Regions from separate parts of the Pan troglodytes genome. Here regions 2 and 3 are each linked to region 1. Evidence: chromatin contacts called from public Hi-C data. All regions are on one chromosome and are shown on one strand. Each heading gives the region's core, a stretch centred on a gene start, on an enhancer-like site or on the middle of the called end of the contact. The rest is flanking DNA. Distances are from core to core; before and after follow the strand shown. Region 1 holds the start of CACNG3 (calcium voltage-gated channel auxiliary subunit gamma 3). Region 2 has its middle 39 kb from the start of RBBP6. Region 3 overlaps PRKCB (protein kinase C beta).

Region 1 (4,825 bases), core at 1,615-4,114:
AGCTCCCTGCCAAGGCCTGATTGAACCTCTGCCCTGTGGTTCCTTGAAACATCGTCATATTCTTGTACTAAATTCCCCATTTTCTTAAGCTAGCTCTGGTAAGTTTTTGCCATTTACAGTCAAAGTGAACTCACTAATAAAATATTCCCAACTGCATAATCTTCTCCCTGGGGGATGGGAATCATATCTTTGTATTCTCCAAGGTGCTGAGCACATAGGGGAATGCCTTGCACATAGTAGGCACTCGAAAAGCATCTGTTGAATTGAAGCAACTGTCAGTACTCCTTCCTAAATGACACAACCATTTACAGGGATCACTGACCCCTCCAGATGTATGAGAAGATGGACAGGAAAAAGCATAAATAGATACACCGTGCCAACTACTTCACTAGCTGACAGCCCAATAGAAGAAAACAAAAGTCTTAATAAGAGAATCAGACATCAGTTGCAAGATGTCTGAATGTCTCCTAGTCTTCTGCCAGATAAGTGGGATCAGAAAGGGCTATTAGTAAACAGGAGTCTAGCTCCAGCCCGCCCTGGAGAGAGCGCTGAATCTCTTGGGTCCCTCATTGATCTGTTGAAAGAGCCCTCTAGTGGTGAAAATGAGGAACGATCTCTAGCCTTACAAGCAGATTCTACGCGCCCAGGTCCACACACCTACACATTCAATTGAATGAAAGGATGAGGTCACCCCCTAGTAAGTTGGGAGGCATGATAGGGAACTAACTGCGGCCTCCCTGCCTCCACACTCCCACTCCGTTCAGTTGTTCTGACTTGCTCCACATGCAGGCTCGGGACTTCCCACAGTGATCAGGTTGGCCCTGGACAGCAATTCCAAAGAATGAGCCTGCCTCACCAAGTCAGAGGCTGAGGACAAAGCTCCAGTTTTATCACATGTATCCCTTTCTCTTATTCAGCAAAACTGGGTGCATCCTGACCCATAATTGTTACCTTCATCTACCTGAGCTCCTGATCCTTTTCCCCCAACTATCCTTCTGCTAGGCCCCTGGGCACCATACTCTGCTTGTCTGCGCTTCTGTTGTAGAGCTAAGTGGGTGGAGATGAAGATGCTGCTGTTCCACTGTGGGTCTGGTAAATGGAGAGATTGGGGCATACTGTCCCTTAGCCCGAAGCTCACTCACCTTTCATCAACATGGTCCTTCTTTGAAAGAAGACCTTTCTCACTTCTATCCAAGCAAGAGAAGAATCAAACAGATCCTGAAATGACTGCTTTGATCATTAGTAATTATTTCATCTTATTTAACTTTCTGAGAGTGGGGAGGGAAATTTTTGCTAACTGAATTAATCCCTCCCAAGAAATACCAACCTCACCTCCATGTTACATATGGCTTTCCCTTAAAAAAGAAAGGTAATAACAATCAAGGCAGGATATTTTTATTAAGATGCAAATTTTCATTTCAGGAAAGAAAATGACACTAAGAAACTTGTAGGGGCCCTCGTGTATCCTCTCCCGACTATCTTCTGTCATTCTTCTGGAGTATGGCTGTGGTGCTGGCCCCAAGTTTATCCATTCCATTGTGGATTATGTGGCAAGATTTCAGTATTTCTACCTCCTGTCCATAAATCAGTGTTTTTGAACCACGACACATGCATATGCAACTAAATGCTCATAGGTATACACACCTACATATTCAAATCTATACTATACCTACACACGTGCATGCATACACATACATGTGCAAATATGTATGCATATGCATAGCAAAAATGCTAGGCATTTGCAGCAAATATGTTCACATGGTCCATAACACTGTCTGCAGGTACAAACATACATTTACATACTTGCTTTACTTCTATGACGGATTCACAGGCATTCAGAATTTATAACTAAACTGAACATAGCACAGGTGAGCATTCAAACACAATCACTCCACAGCTATACATTCAAACTTCCTCCTGCACATGAGTATTTATCTAACACCAGAATAAAGTCTTCAGTCTTAACACCAAAATGAAAGTAGCAAAGTCACCAAGAAGTTGTGAGCTGCATTTGCGAACCCTTCAATATATTCCTGCTACCCAGTCACCTGAATAGAAGTTCCCAGGCAGCCAGAGATGGCACCAGGGGAGTATGTGTGTCTGCGATTACCTCCCGTTATATTTCTGTCCAGCTAAATAACATTCAAACATGACAGTTGGTTGCGGACACATCTCAGGAACTGTGGAAACAACCCAAGCAGCCTCATTTCCAACTATCTGACCTCTGGATATCAGTCCCAGGATGCCATAAGAAAAAAAATAATAAGGGCATTTCTGTGGGCTGTTTCTAGTCAACTCGGTGTGTGCCCATGCATATGCCAGAATACATAGTAATAAAAAGCTGGTTAAATGCTGGTCCTTTGCAATACTGGCTATTTCCAAGGAAGAGAGCTTTCAGGTGTGCAATGCCATTTGCACTTTGGACTAACAAGCAAAGCAGACCTAACTTCACCTGCTTCATGGTCTCACTTAGATAACAATGTTAACAAATGAATATCTCAGAGACCTTTGAACAAAATCTGACATTTTCAGTGACTCTCCCACCATGAATCCATCACCCCCTTCGATGTAGATATGTTAAAATGTATAAAAGGCATATTCAAAGGCCAAAATCTTATAGTCTTTTGCCCAAGGTCCCTAATATGTGTATGACAGAGTCTATATATATTTAGCTTCTTCCATCTTTTAGGAATACATGATCATGTATATATGAACAGTTCCGGGTCTGATCTGAGCAGGTTGTCTCCGGTGTAAACCAGAGCTCCAGAGAAAGGAGGGTAGACATATTGGTTTGTTTGCTGGGGAACCAAATTGAGACAGACTCTACACAGATGTGATTGTGACAACACTTTTTGCCCGCCTAAGCGAGCCATAGAGCCGTCTCCAGAGCTGCCGGTGCCTTTAAGAAGACTCGGTCTTTCGGGTGTTCTTTTTCCCCAATGGGCTCCAGTGGTGCCCGCAGCAAAAGGCAAACTTGCCTGGCTCATGGGGTGAAAGGGAGGATTGAAGAATGCCGCGTTGGGTGGGTGCTGAGGGAGCGCCAGAGTGCGCTACGGGCTTCGCTCCCCTTCCCCTTTCCTTAACCCTTCCTAGAGCGGAGGAACCGGGTCGTGCTGCAGCGCCCAGGAGCCAGGGCGCTGACTGTCCTCGGCTCCAGAAACTTTGCGCGGAGAGTGGGCTTGACTGGGCAGAGCCGAGCCGGCTGGCTGACCCGGGAAGGAACGGGGGAAGGGCGGGGTGAGGGAAGAAAGACCCTTTAGCACCCCGGGTTTCTAGCCCGGGCGGCGGTGTGCAGCTGCATGAGGGAGCTGTCCCTTCGGCACCACGGACCTTAAAGCCTAGGCGTTAAGACGGCGGAGGCGGGGCAACAGGCGGGGAGCTGTCCCTTCAGCACCACGGACCTTGGCGCCCCCAGGGAAACCAGCCGGCCCCCGCCCCAGGACTCTGTCTTTTCTCCAGTTTGAGCGGGGGTGTCGGGAGCAGGCGGAGAGCTTTCCTGCGAGGCTGTGGAAGCAGTGAACACTCTTCTCAGCGGCTCGCCTCCCAGCAGTGCTATTTTTTGCCATCCGCCCTCACCCCCAGCACACGCGCTCGCACACACACGCACGCACGCACACACACACACACTCACACAGAGACCTCTCTGGGTTTCTTTGCCTTGAGTCTCCCGGGGCTGTGAGAAGCCAGGCGCATCTCAAACCGAGCTGGCAGCTCCAGGCTCCGGAGCCATGCCCTGCACGGACCCTCGTCTTTACCACGCTCCTGAGGAATGAAAGGAACCCAGGGACCCTCAGAAGGCAGCAGTGATGCGGACCAACCCCCCGGAGCCTGCACCCTTCCCAGGGCCATAGGCGACCCAGGGAACTGGAGAGAGCTCCAGAAAGGAAATCCCAGCTTTCCCAAAGTCCCTGTGGATGCTGACAAAAGGAGACCTGAATTTTTGGAAGAGCCTGTACTAGGTTACCCGGCTGCAGAGTGATTTTCCCCTCCGGCACTGACTCTCCCCCTCCAACCCCCAGCCGTCCAGAGTACCATGAAGAATTATGAGGATGTGTGACAGAGGTATCCAGATGTTGATCACCACTGTAGGAGCCTTTGCCGCTTTTAGTTTAATGACCATTGCAGTGGGCACGGACTACTGGTTATATTCCAGAGGTGTGTGCAGGACTAAATCTACAAGTGATAATGAAACCAGCAGGAAGAATGAAGAAGTAATGACCCATTCGGGGCTGTGGAGGACCTGCTGCCTAGAAGGTATTTACAATTTCCTCTCAATAGCTCTGAATAATCCAGTTCTGATATTCTGGTGGGTGTTTGGAGGAGATGGAAATGGTGATAAGGAAAGAAGAGAAGTTCAAATTATTGCTGAGAATGTGCAGGTGACCAGACTCTGTTAACAGCAAGACTGACGCCATGTGGGTTAAAGGGGTTGGGTCTTGTTGATTGTTTTTAGTATAAGCTTCATGAGATGAGATTTTTGTCACACTCTAGGCAGCTTCTGCAGTTTAGAAAAGTCTTCAAATCCAAAATCCCTAGGCATATTGTCAACTGCTTGGATCTCTGGCTTGAGATGGGGTCTTTAACCCTGCTTAAATTGGATTTCGAAGGGAGCGGGAGGGAAGGGAGGAGAAGGGACAAGAGGAAGGAAGTGAGGAGAGAGAGAGAGAGAGAGAGAGAGAGAGAGAGATCCTGACCTGGTCTGGCACATTCTGAGCTATTTCATTATTTCTCAACATAGACTTATCAGTTTCTCCTGAGTTTGCTCTAACTAGATATTGTCATCAACTTCCACTGCCAATCAGTAACAGGGTAACATGTAAACCCC
Region 2 (4,825 bases), core at 1,106-3,605, 240 kb after region 1:
GTAGGGTCTGGAGGAAGGTCCAAGACTTTGCATTCCTACCACATTCCCAGGGGAGGCTGATGTTGCTGGCCCAGGAGGCACCCACTGGTGTAGCGGGTGCTGTTGGTGCCTCACAGGGACCCTCTTCCCAGCCAGTGCATCCATCCCCAGATGCCCAGAGCACTGGCTGCTAATAGCTCACAGCTGTTTCCTCTCTAGAGCACTGCATGGTATGGGTTGAATTAATTGTATGCCCCTAAAATTCCAGTGTTAAAGTCCTAACCCTCAATATCTTAGAATGTGACCTTATTTGGAAAGAGGGCCTTTAAAGAGATAATTAACTTCAATTATATCATTAGGTCTTTAGGGCCCTGATCCAATATAACCATGGATATAGTTTGGATATTTGTCTCCTCCAAATCTCATGTTGAAATGTGATCCCCAGTGTTGGAGGCGGGGCCTAGTGGGAGGTATTTGAGTCATGGGGGTGGATCCCTCACGAATGACTTGGTGCCATCCTCCCAGTAATAAGTTGAGAAGTGATTCTTACAAAGAGCCCAGCACCTCCCTCCCTCTCTTGCTTCTTCTCTCACCATGTAATCTCTGCACACACCAGCTCCCCCTTGGCCTTCTGCCATGAATAGAAGCATCCTGAGCTCTCAGCAGAAGCAGATGCTAATGCCATGCTCCCTGTACAGCCTGCAGAACTGTGAACCAAATTAATCTCTTGTCTTCATAAATTACCCAGCCTTGGGTATTCCTTTATAGTAATGCAAACAGACTAGGACCACCACTGTCCTTATAAAAAGGGGATATTTGGACACAGACAGACAGACAGACACACACACACACACACACACACACACACACTGCTAGGTAAAAATGAAGGTAGAGGGCCAGGCGCAGTGGCTCACACCTGTAATCCCAGCACTTTGGGAGGCTGAGGTGGGTGGATTACTTGAGCTCAGGAGTTTGAGACCAGCCTGGGCAATATAGTGAAACCCTATCTCTACCAAAAACACAAAAATCTAGCTGGGCATGGTGGCACGTGCCTGTAGTCCCAGCTACTCGGGAGGCTGAGGCAGGAGGATCACTTGAGCCTGGGAGGCAGAGGTTGCAGTGAGCCATGATTGCGCCAGTGCACTCCAACCTGGGTGACAGAACAAGACCCTGCCTCAAAAAAGAAGACAGATTGAAGTGGTGCTTCTACAAGCCAAGCGAAACCAAAGATTGCCAGCAGACCACCAGAGGCTGAGGGAAAGGCATGGAACAGACTCTCCCTCATGGCCCTCAGAAAGAACCAACCCTGCTGGCACCTTGAACTTGGACTTCCAGCCTCCAGAACTATTAGAGAATAAATGTCTGTAGTTTAAGCCATCCAGGTGGTGGTACTTTGTTTCAGCAGCCTTCCAAACTAATGCACAGCCCTTGGGCAGAAAGGAACCACTAGATGATGGCCCCCACACCTCCTGGGATCAGACCTCGGACGATAACCCACGGGAATGGGGCCAGCCCCTTGGCCTTAAGTGGGGACCAGCTCTGTGTTGTCATTTTGCTTCCTGTGGCATTAGTGAGCTTTCTGTACTGTTTTATCCTGCTTCCTCACTCATCTCCTCCTGAGAATTCTTGGTTTCCATCTTAGGATCTGCTGCTAGGGAACCCAACTCAAGTCAAGGGATGAGAATTTGCATTCCCTATTACCCCATAGGCAAGAAATGATTACTTTCTCTCCTCCCAATCTCCACCTCACCGTCAAAGAAAGATGGGCGGCAGCCTAAACCTTGTGGGTATTTTTTGTTTTGTTTTTGTTTTCTGTTTGCTTGATTTTGGGGTGGTTTTGTTTTGTTTTGTTTTGTTTTGTTTTGTTTTGTTTTGTTTGAGACAGCCTGGCTTTTTTACCCAGGCTGGGGTGCAGTGGCTTGACCTCGGCTCACTGCAACCTCTGCCTCCTGGGTTCAAGTGATTCTTTTGCCTCAGCCTCCCCAGCAGCTGAGACTACAAGCGTACACCACCGTGCCCAGCTAATTTTTGTATTTTTAGTAGAGACAGGGTTTTACCATGTTGCCCAGGCTGGTGTTTTTTGTTTATTAAGAGATGGGGTCTCCCTATGTTGCCCAGACTGGACTCTACCTCCTGGGCTCAAGCAATCCTCCCGACTCAGCCTCCTGATGGCTGAGACTACAGGCGCCCACCACCATGCCTGGTCTGTGTTGGCTATGGTCTGTGTTGAAGGCTCCCTCACTTTGAGTGAAAAAGAACCTGCTCCTAGGCCTATCTTTGGGATAAGAAATTGTACTCGGCTCACCAAGGCCAGGGTGGTGGAATTACAGAACAGAAGCGCCCTCAGCTGGCAAGCTGGGATTAGACACACCCAACTCAATTTCTCCTGTGGAGAAGGAACAGCGGGGGAACACCAGCCCTCTACAGCCTTCCTTCCTCTACACACGCACTGCTACCCATGCTTTCAGAAATACTAAGAATTAGCCGAGCGTGATGGTGCATGCCTGTCGTCCTAGCTACTCCAGAGGCTGAGGCGGGGGGATCTCTGCATCTGAGAGTTTGAGGATGCAATGAGCTGTGATCATGCCACTGCACTCCAGCCTGGGCAACAAAGCAGGACCTGGTAATACGGTTTGGGTCTGTGTTCCCACCCGTATCTCATGTGGAATTGTAACCCCCAATGTTGGAGGTGGGGCCTGGTGGGAGGTGATTGGATCATGGGAGGGGATTTCCCCTTGGGTGCCGCTCTCATGATAGTGACTTACCACCAGAGCTGCTCATTTAAAATTGTGTAGCACCTCTTCCCCTGTTTCCTCCTGCTCCAACCATATAAGAGGAAACTGCTTCCCCTTCGCCTTCTGCCATGATTGTAAGTTTCCTGAAGCCTCCCCAGCCATGCTTCCTGTACAGCCTGCAGAACCATGAGCCAATGAAACCTTTTTTCTTTATGAATTACCCAGTCTCAGTTATTTCTTTATAGCAGTGTGAGAACGGACTGATACACCTGATCTCTAAATTTAAAAAAAAAATAAGTCAAATACTAAGAAGTGATTTGCAGAGCTTGTAGGGGTAAAGCTGGGTCTAGAGAGGGCTCAAAAGTACTGCTTCCCCATATCCATCAGTTCAAAGAGTGCCTGGCCTCGATCATAGACTAGGGCAGAGCTGGCCTCCAGCATCTGCCCAAGAATGTGACCCAGACCTCCTGCCCCAGAACCTCCTAAGGGTGAGAACAGGCCTTTGGGACTCTGCCTCCCTCACCCTCACCACCACGACCCGGACCCTGTGTTTCTTGTTTCATTCCTTACTAGTCCAGATAGTCCAGGGTAGGAAGGCTTGGAGGGACAGAGTGTGGGATAGATGTGCACACACTGCAGCTCTGTGTCTGTGTGTGCGTGCAGGGCCATGTGTGTGGGAAAGATGCAAGGAATGTCTCCCTAGGAGGGGAATACCTGCACACTGGTTGAGAACATGTTATTGTGAAAAGGTTCCTTGGAAAGTGCTGTATCCATCAGCTTCATTGAGCAGATAAGGAAAATGAGGCCCAGAGAGAAGAATAGACCTGCCCGAGGTTGGTCATGCTGGGGCTTACCCCAAGAAAAGAGAAGTAAGCGTGATGTGTATATTGGGTTGTGCACATGTGTGCTTGCCAAAAAAAAAAAGGTTTAAACACACACACACACCTCCTCCCCCACTTCTTCCTGCTACAACCATATAAGAGGAAACTGGAGTTTTTGTTTTGTTTTGTTTCGTGTTGTTGTTGTTGTTTTGAGTCAGGGTCTCCTCTGCCACCCAGGTTGGAATGCAGTGGTACCACCTTGGCTCACTGCAGCCTCAACCTCTTGGGCTCAAGCCATCCTCCCACCTTAGCCTCTCAAGTAGCTGGGACTACAGGTGTGCACCATCATGCCTGGATAATTTTTTATTTTTTTACTTTTTGTAGAGATGGTGTCCTGCTATGTTTTCCAGGCTGGTCTCGAACTCCTGGACTCAAGTGATCCATCCTCCTCAGCCTCCCAAAGTGATGGGATTACAGGCATGACCCACCATACTCAGCCCCAGGAGTCTTGATTTATGCCCCTGAAATGGTTTGGGTCCATGTCCCCACCCAAATCTCATGCCAAATCGTAATCCCCAATGTTGGAGGCAGGGCCTGGTGGGAGGTGATTGGATCATGGGGGTGGATTTCCCCCTTGGTGCTGCTCGTGAGTGCTCATGAGAGCTGGTTGTTTATTTTGGTTTTGTTTTTTGTTTTGTTTTGTTGAGATGGAGACTTGCTCTATCACCCAGGCTAGAGTGCAGTGGCATGATCTCAGCTCACTGCAACCTCTGCCTCCTGGGTTCAAGCGATTCTCTTGCCTCAGCCTCCTGAGTAGCACGGATTACAGGCATCCACCACTACATCCAGCTAATTTTTGTGTGTGTCTGTATTTTTGTAGAGACAGCATTTCACCATGTTGGCCAGGCTGGTCTTGAACTCCTGACTTCAGGTGATCCGCCTGCCTTGGCCTCCCAAAGTGCTGGGATTATAGGCATGAGCCACTGCACCCAGCATGAAATCTGGTTGTTTAAAGTGTATCACCTCCCACCTCTCTCTCCTCCTCCTACTCCAGCCATGTAAGATGTGCCTGCTTCCCCTTCTTCCACGACTGTAAGTTTCCTGAGGCCTCCCCAGCCATGCTTCTTGTAGAGCCTGCAGAACCGTGAGACAATTAAAACTCTTCTCTCTATAAATTACTCAATTTCAGTTTTTTTTTTAATGGCAGTGTGATAATGGACTAATACAGCACCTGATCCTCAGTCTGTCCAAGAATGTGACCCAGATCTCCCAGGCTGCAGTGCAGTGGCT
Region 3 (4,825 bases), core at 883-3,382, 200 kb before region 1:
CACTGGAGATTTGTCAGAGAACAAGCCAAAGTCCTGCCCTCATGGAGCTTATATTTTAGTGCAGGGCTTGACAAACTTTTTCTGTGAAGGGCCAGATGGGCTTTGGAGCTATCTGGTCACTGCCACAACTACTTAACTCTGCCATTGTAACACAGAAGTGGCCACAGTGTGCCAATGAATGGGCACGGGTGTGTGCCAATAAAACTTTATTTACAAAAACAGGCAGGAGGCTGGATTTGGCCCTTGGGCTGTAGTTTGTAGACCTCTGTTGTAGTGTGGGAGAAGACAAAGTAGGTAAATAAGTAAAATACGAACAGTAAGCTAAGGGGGAAAAAGAAAAAACGGAAAAAGAGGATGGGAAGGAGGCAGGAGGGTACTGGACCTGCACATTTAGATATGGTGGCAAGCAGGCAGTCACTGAGATGGGGACATTGAGTAAAGACTTTCAAAGGAGATGAAGGAGGGAGCCATGCATCTCCCTGGCAGAAGAGCATTCCAGGCACAGTAACAGCTGGTGCAAAGGCCCTGTGCCATGAGCATGTTCGGTGTGCTTGAAGAAACGGCAAGGAGGCTCGTGTGTCTAAGTGGGGCAAGTCAAGGGGAGGGAGCAGGAGAGGAAAGCGGAGGAAACAGAGAGGCAGCTGCTGAGGGCTATGTGATTCTTGGGAGGGAATTTGTCTTTTCTCTTAGTCCAATGGGAATCCATTATTGTGACTCTAGTAGTTGTAATAGTTCCTTTAAGTTTTATTTATTTATTTTAGATACAGGTTCTCACTGTATCACTCAGGCTGGAGTACAGAGGCACAATCACTGCTCACTGCAGCCTCAAACTCCTGGCCTCAAGCAATCCTCCTGCCTCAGCCTCCTGAGTAGCTGGGACTGCAGGCACACACCACCATGCCCAGCCAAATTTTTAAAAATTTTATAATAGAGATGGGATCTGGCTATGTTGCCCAGGCTAGTTTCAAACTCCTGGCCTCAAGTGACCCTCATGCCTCAGCCTCCCAAAGTGCTGGGATTACAGGTGTGAGCCACTGAACCTGGCTATTTAAGTTATGTATTTGCAACTCCATTTCTTGCTTTCCCAATGGTAGGCAGTATCTCTTAACTTTGTCTTTTGTAGAGCATTTTTATATGCATGATATCATTTACTCCCTATGAGATAGATGTGACTATTGTCCCTATTCTGTAGAGGAGACAACTGAAGCTCGGAAAGATTAAATGACTTGGCCAGATTCATATAGCTGATAAGTGCTGGTGCTGGAATTTAAACCCAGGTTTGTCTTAATATGGAGATCTTAGCACCTATTTTATATGAAGAGACAATCCTTTAGGGATACTGGGGAAACCTGTGGCTTTTGGACAATAAATTAAAAACCCTTTCCCAAGAAGGGGAGCTGTGTGTGTATCAATCAAACTATTCTGAGAGGGAGGAAAAGGTTCTTTTCTGTGGGAACGCTGACCAAGCCGTTGACAGCTCATTTATGTGATGCTGGTGCAGTTTGACATTCATAGTACAAGACTTGCATGCAATTAGCACGAATCGTTCTAACAGTCTCTTGAAAACATTTGGAATTTTCCCTCTGTCTGGCCTTGTGCATGATGTAAACATGGCTTTATTTAGTTGGTCATCCATCCCAGAATAGTGTGGTCTGCATCTGTCTGCATCGCTGTGGTCTGATTGAGGTCTTGTTTTCCTGGAGGGCAGAGACTGTTGTGTAGGCTTGCTTTGTGGATCCTCCTCCCCCAGGATCATTTGCCACAAACCCGATGGCAGCCTCTCTCTTTAGCTCATGACAATTTCTCCAAGTGTAAGCTGGGGGTCCCGTTCAGTATGCAATGCAAATGAGATGCAAATGAGGGGCCCTCTTGGGCACAGGCCAGGAGGCCAGAGCTCTGGGGACTTCTGTACCCCTCCTCTGAGTTGCCTAATGAAGCTGACAGTTCCTTTCACAATCATCTTCTCCACCCACCAAAGGCCTCTTAATGAGGGCAGAAGCTGACTGCTCTGAAACCCCTTCAGACACCTGGTGATTGGAAGCTGGAGAGACAGTGAGCTTTAGATGGGCTGTCAGCCGCTGCTGAGTCCTCATCAGCTGCCTGCTGGGTTCTGAGAAGCACTAGGGAAGGAAGGGAGATGGCCCTGGAACTGACTGCTATTGTCTGTTCCTCCTCCCCTGACGAGCTGCATGCGGCAGCCACGGATGGCTGGGTTTGGGCTTTCACGTTGGCTTCTCTGGCCCTTGCTGGATGCCTGCTTCAGCTCAGAGAATGTGGCTTCACAGGGACTTGGAATAAGAGCTGAGAGCCTGTTCCCCCCATCGAGGATCAATGCTCCTTTGATTTCATTTCTTCTTTCCAGACGAATCCACTGTCTTAGCCCGTTGTTGGAGAAATCCCGACCTAAGCAGGCTTTCAAATTGGGGAAAGAAAAGTGAACCAATCTGAAATCATGGAATGGTTGGTGGAGAAGGACAAGTAGTCATATCCACAAAGAGCCAGCAGTCCCAAAGGATGTTCCAGTGCATCTTTCTGCTTATTTCTTCTAGTTTTGTAGGGGTGTGTGGTGTGCAATGCTGTTTGCTTGACAGAATCCTTTCAGTCTCTCTCTCTCTCTAAATATAAATTTCCTGCACTACAACAGCCTACTAAGTGCCAGACACAGTGCTGGGCTCTTTACCTGCATCAACCCATTTTGTCTCCATTGACAAAAGGGGAAACTGAGGCTCAGAGAGGTTAATTGACTTGCTCAAGGTCAACTTGGCTTCTGTGTGGCAGAACTGGAGTTTGGTCCCAGGTCTGTTTGCATCTAACACCCAGCCCCTTAACCACTTTGCCGAATTGAGAATTTGGAAATTAAAATGGTGATTTCAACTCAGGGATGGGTGTGCTTTCTTTCAGCCTTGCAGTAAGTGCACATCTTCTTTCTCTTTTCCTCTCTGAAACTGCCAGCCTCTCCCTTGGGGTTCTCCTTGGCTCTGGCCATGATTTCCCCAGCTTCCTCATCCATACCTCCTGGCATCAGACTGACCTGGGCTAATCACCATCTCTGCCTGTCACTAGTTCAAGAGGCAGCTTATGGGACTTGTGGGTCATACAGGTTCCCCTAGAAAGATGATGGGCAGACTGACATTGGGATTGAGATGTCTTGTCTCCAGCGTTCTTGAATAGGGGCAACAATGCCCACTGGGTCTCCAGGCATGGGGTCTAAAAGTGAATGCAAAATACCTGTGATACAGTGTGGATGTTTTATCCCCACCAAGTCTCATGTTGAAATGTGATCCTCGGTGTTGGAGGTGAGACCTCGTGGGAGGTGCTTGGGCCATTTTTGGGTCATGGGGCAGACACCTCATGCCTGGCTTGGTGCGCTCCATGTCACCTAAACGAGTTCTCGCTCCATGTTCACTAGAGATCTGGTTGTTTAAAAGAGTCTGGCACCTCCCCTCTCTCATTCTTGTTCCCGCTCCTGCCATGTGATACACGGGCTCCCCTTTCTCCTTGTACCATGATTGGAAGCTTCCTGAGTCCCTCACCAGAAGTGGATGCCAGCACCATGCTTCCTGGACAGCCTACAGAACCATGAACAAAAATAAACCTCTTTTCTTTATAAAGTACCCAGCCTCAGGTATTCCTTGAGAGCAACGCAAACAGATGAACACAGCCTATTTCCATAGCCTTGCTATCGGTGAGTCTTGGGACCGTGGTGCATGCACAGGGGCCAGATCCAGCCCTTACCCCAAGAGCAGATTCAAACGTGTCTTTCCCTGATTATTTATGGCCAATAAAATGGAAGGTGATGGTTGTGGTGGGTGTCTATGATCAGGGCTCAATAAATATTTGTTGAAAACAAAAATTTAAACAAGAAAAAGACAGGACCTTGTCAACAAGTGTTATATAGTTGCAGATCTTTATCTTGGATTGTTCAGACTCTGCCCTTCTCTGGCAGGCACACTTTTGGGAATGGGAAGGGCCAACAGTGCTTCTTTGGTCCCATTAGATCCCCATGTCAGCCCTATGAAATAATACTATCCCATACTTACTACTATTTCAGCTTTACAGAAGGGAAAAATGCAGCTCAGAGAGGTGAATTCACTTGCCCAAAGTCCCATCGCTAGGGAGCGATGGGATTTGAATTAAAAATGCAGATGTGATTGATTCTAAACGCAGGCTGTTAATGCATAGCTTTCCTGGGGAACACAAAGAGCTTTCCTTTCATACCTCATTCATTCATTCATTCACTTATTCTTTAATCTCTTCTGTATGGGAGGTCATTTGCTAGATACTGGATGGCTGTAGGAATGAATATGATTCTTTACACACTGAGTATTTCATAGCCCTACTAAGAGAGAAGAAGAGAGAGCTCACTATAAAAGGGGGGATTGGTGAAGAGATAATGGAGTAGGAAGCACATGCTGTGGGAGGTGCCAGGGGATGAGAGGTTAATTCCAACCCATGGGGTTGTGATAGGCTTCACAGAGGCAAAGGCAGTGGACTTAGTTCTGGACGGGGCAGAGATCTAACGTTTATTGATGGCTTGCCCCTTGCTAGGACTCAGCTTGGTGGGCGCTTTGTCTATTTTCTACTTTGAAAGATGAATAGAAACTTTCACGGTCTTTTGCCCTCTGAAATCCACTCTTCACACCCAGCCACAGGAATCTTTCTAAAATGTAAATCAGGCCATGTCACCCCCCTGCTTAAACGATTCCAAGCCTTCTCAGAGCTTCCAACTGAAACCTAAACTCCTCACTCCTGCTCTAAGAGCCTGCAGATTCTGCTTCCTTCAGCCTCTTTCCAACCTTGTTTGTTCTTTTCCCATGATAGCCAC

The links. Hi-C and Micro-C count contacts between places; a contact is called where the count stands out from the background.
Region 2: a contact with region 1 is called in a Hi-C map of induced pluripotent stem cells, with 2.8 times the contacts expected there. The contact joins the enhancer-like site here to the promoter of CACNG3 in region 1. A contact is called at or near these places in 3 of 7 Hi-C or Micro-C datasets (induced pluripotent stem cells and stem cell-derived neural progenitor cells) and 1 of 1 other capture datasets (stem cell-derived neural stem cells).
Region 3: a Hi-C map of induced pluripotent stem cells shows a contact between it and region 1, with 2.7 times the contacts expected there. The contact joins the enhancer-like site here to the promoter of CACNG3 in region 1. A contact is called at or near these places in 3 of 7 Hi-C or Micro-C datasets (induced pluripotent stem cells and stem cell-derived neural progenitor cells) and 1 of 1 other capture datasets (stem cell-derived neural stem cells).

Annotation. Positions count from the first base shown.
Region 1 is chr18:26,868,891-26,873,715 of NHGRI_mPanTro3-v2.0_pri, forward strand. CACNG3 (calcium voltage-gated channel auxiliary subunit gamma 3) reads left to right here and starts at 2,865. Exons shown (of 4, transcript XM_016929639.4): 1 at 2,865-4,254. The coding sequence starts at 4,044. It overlaps LOC112205851 (a long non-coding RNA gene), which reads left to right. Exons shown (of 4, transcript XR_002939936.2): 4 at 3-156.
Region 2 is chr18:27,113,401-27,118,225 of NHGRI_mPanTro3-v2.0_pri, forward strand. No RefSeq gene overlaps it. Among named protein-coding and RNA genes, the nearest start is that of RBBP6, 39 kb to the right of the region's middle. Within about 2 kb of position 2,356, at least 3 of the 24 cell types and tissues checked have an H3K27ac peak or open chromatin away from gene starts, as enhancers often do. A contact at or near this core is called in induced pluripotent stem cells, where this site is marked.
Region 3 is chr18:26,671,154-26,675,978 of NHGRI_mPanTro3-v2.0_pri, forward strand. All of the region lies in intron 5 of PRKCB (protein kinase C beta), which reads left to right. Among named protein-coding and RNA genes, the nearest start is that of CACNG3, 200 kb to the right of the region's middle. Within about 2 kb of position 2,133, at least 10 of the 24 cell types and tissues checked have an H3K27ac peak or open chromatin away from gene starts, as enhancers often do. A contact at or near this core is called in induced pluripotent stem cells, where this site is marked.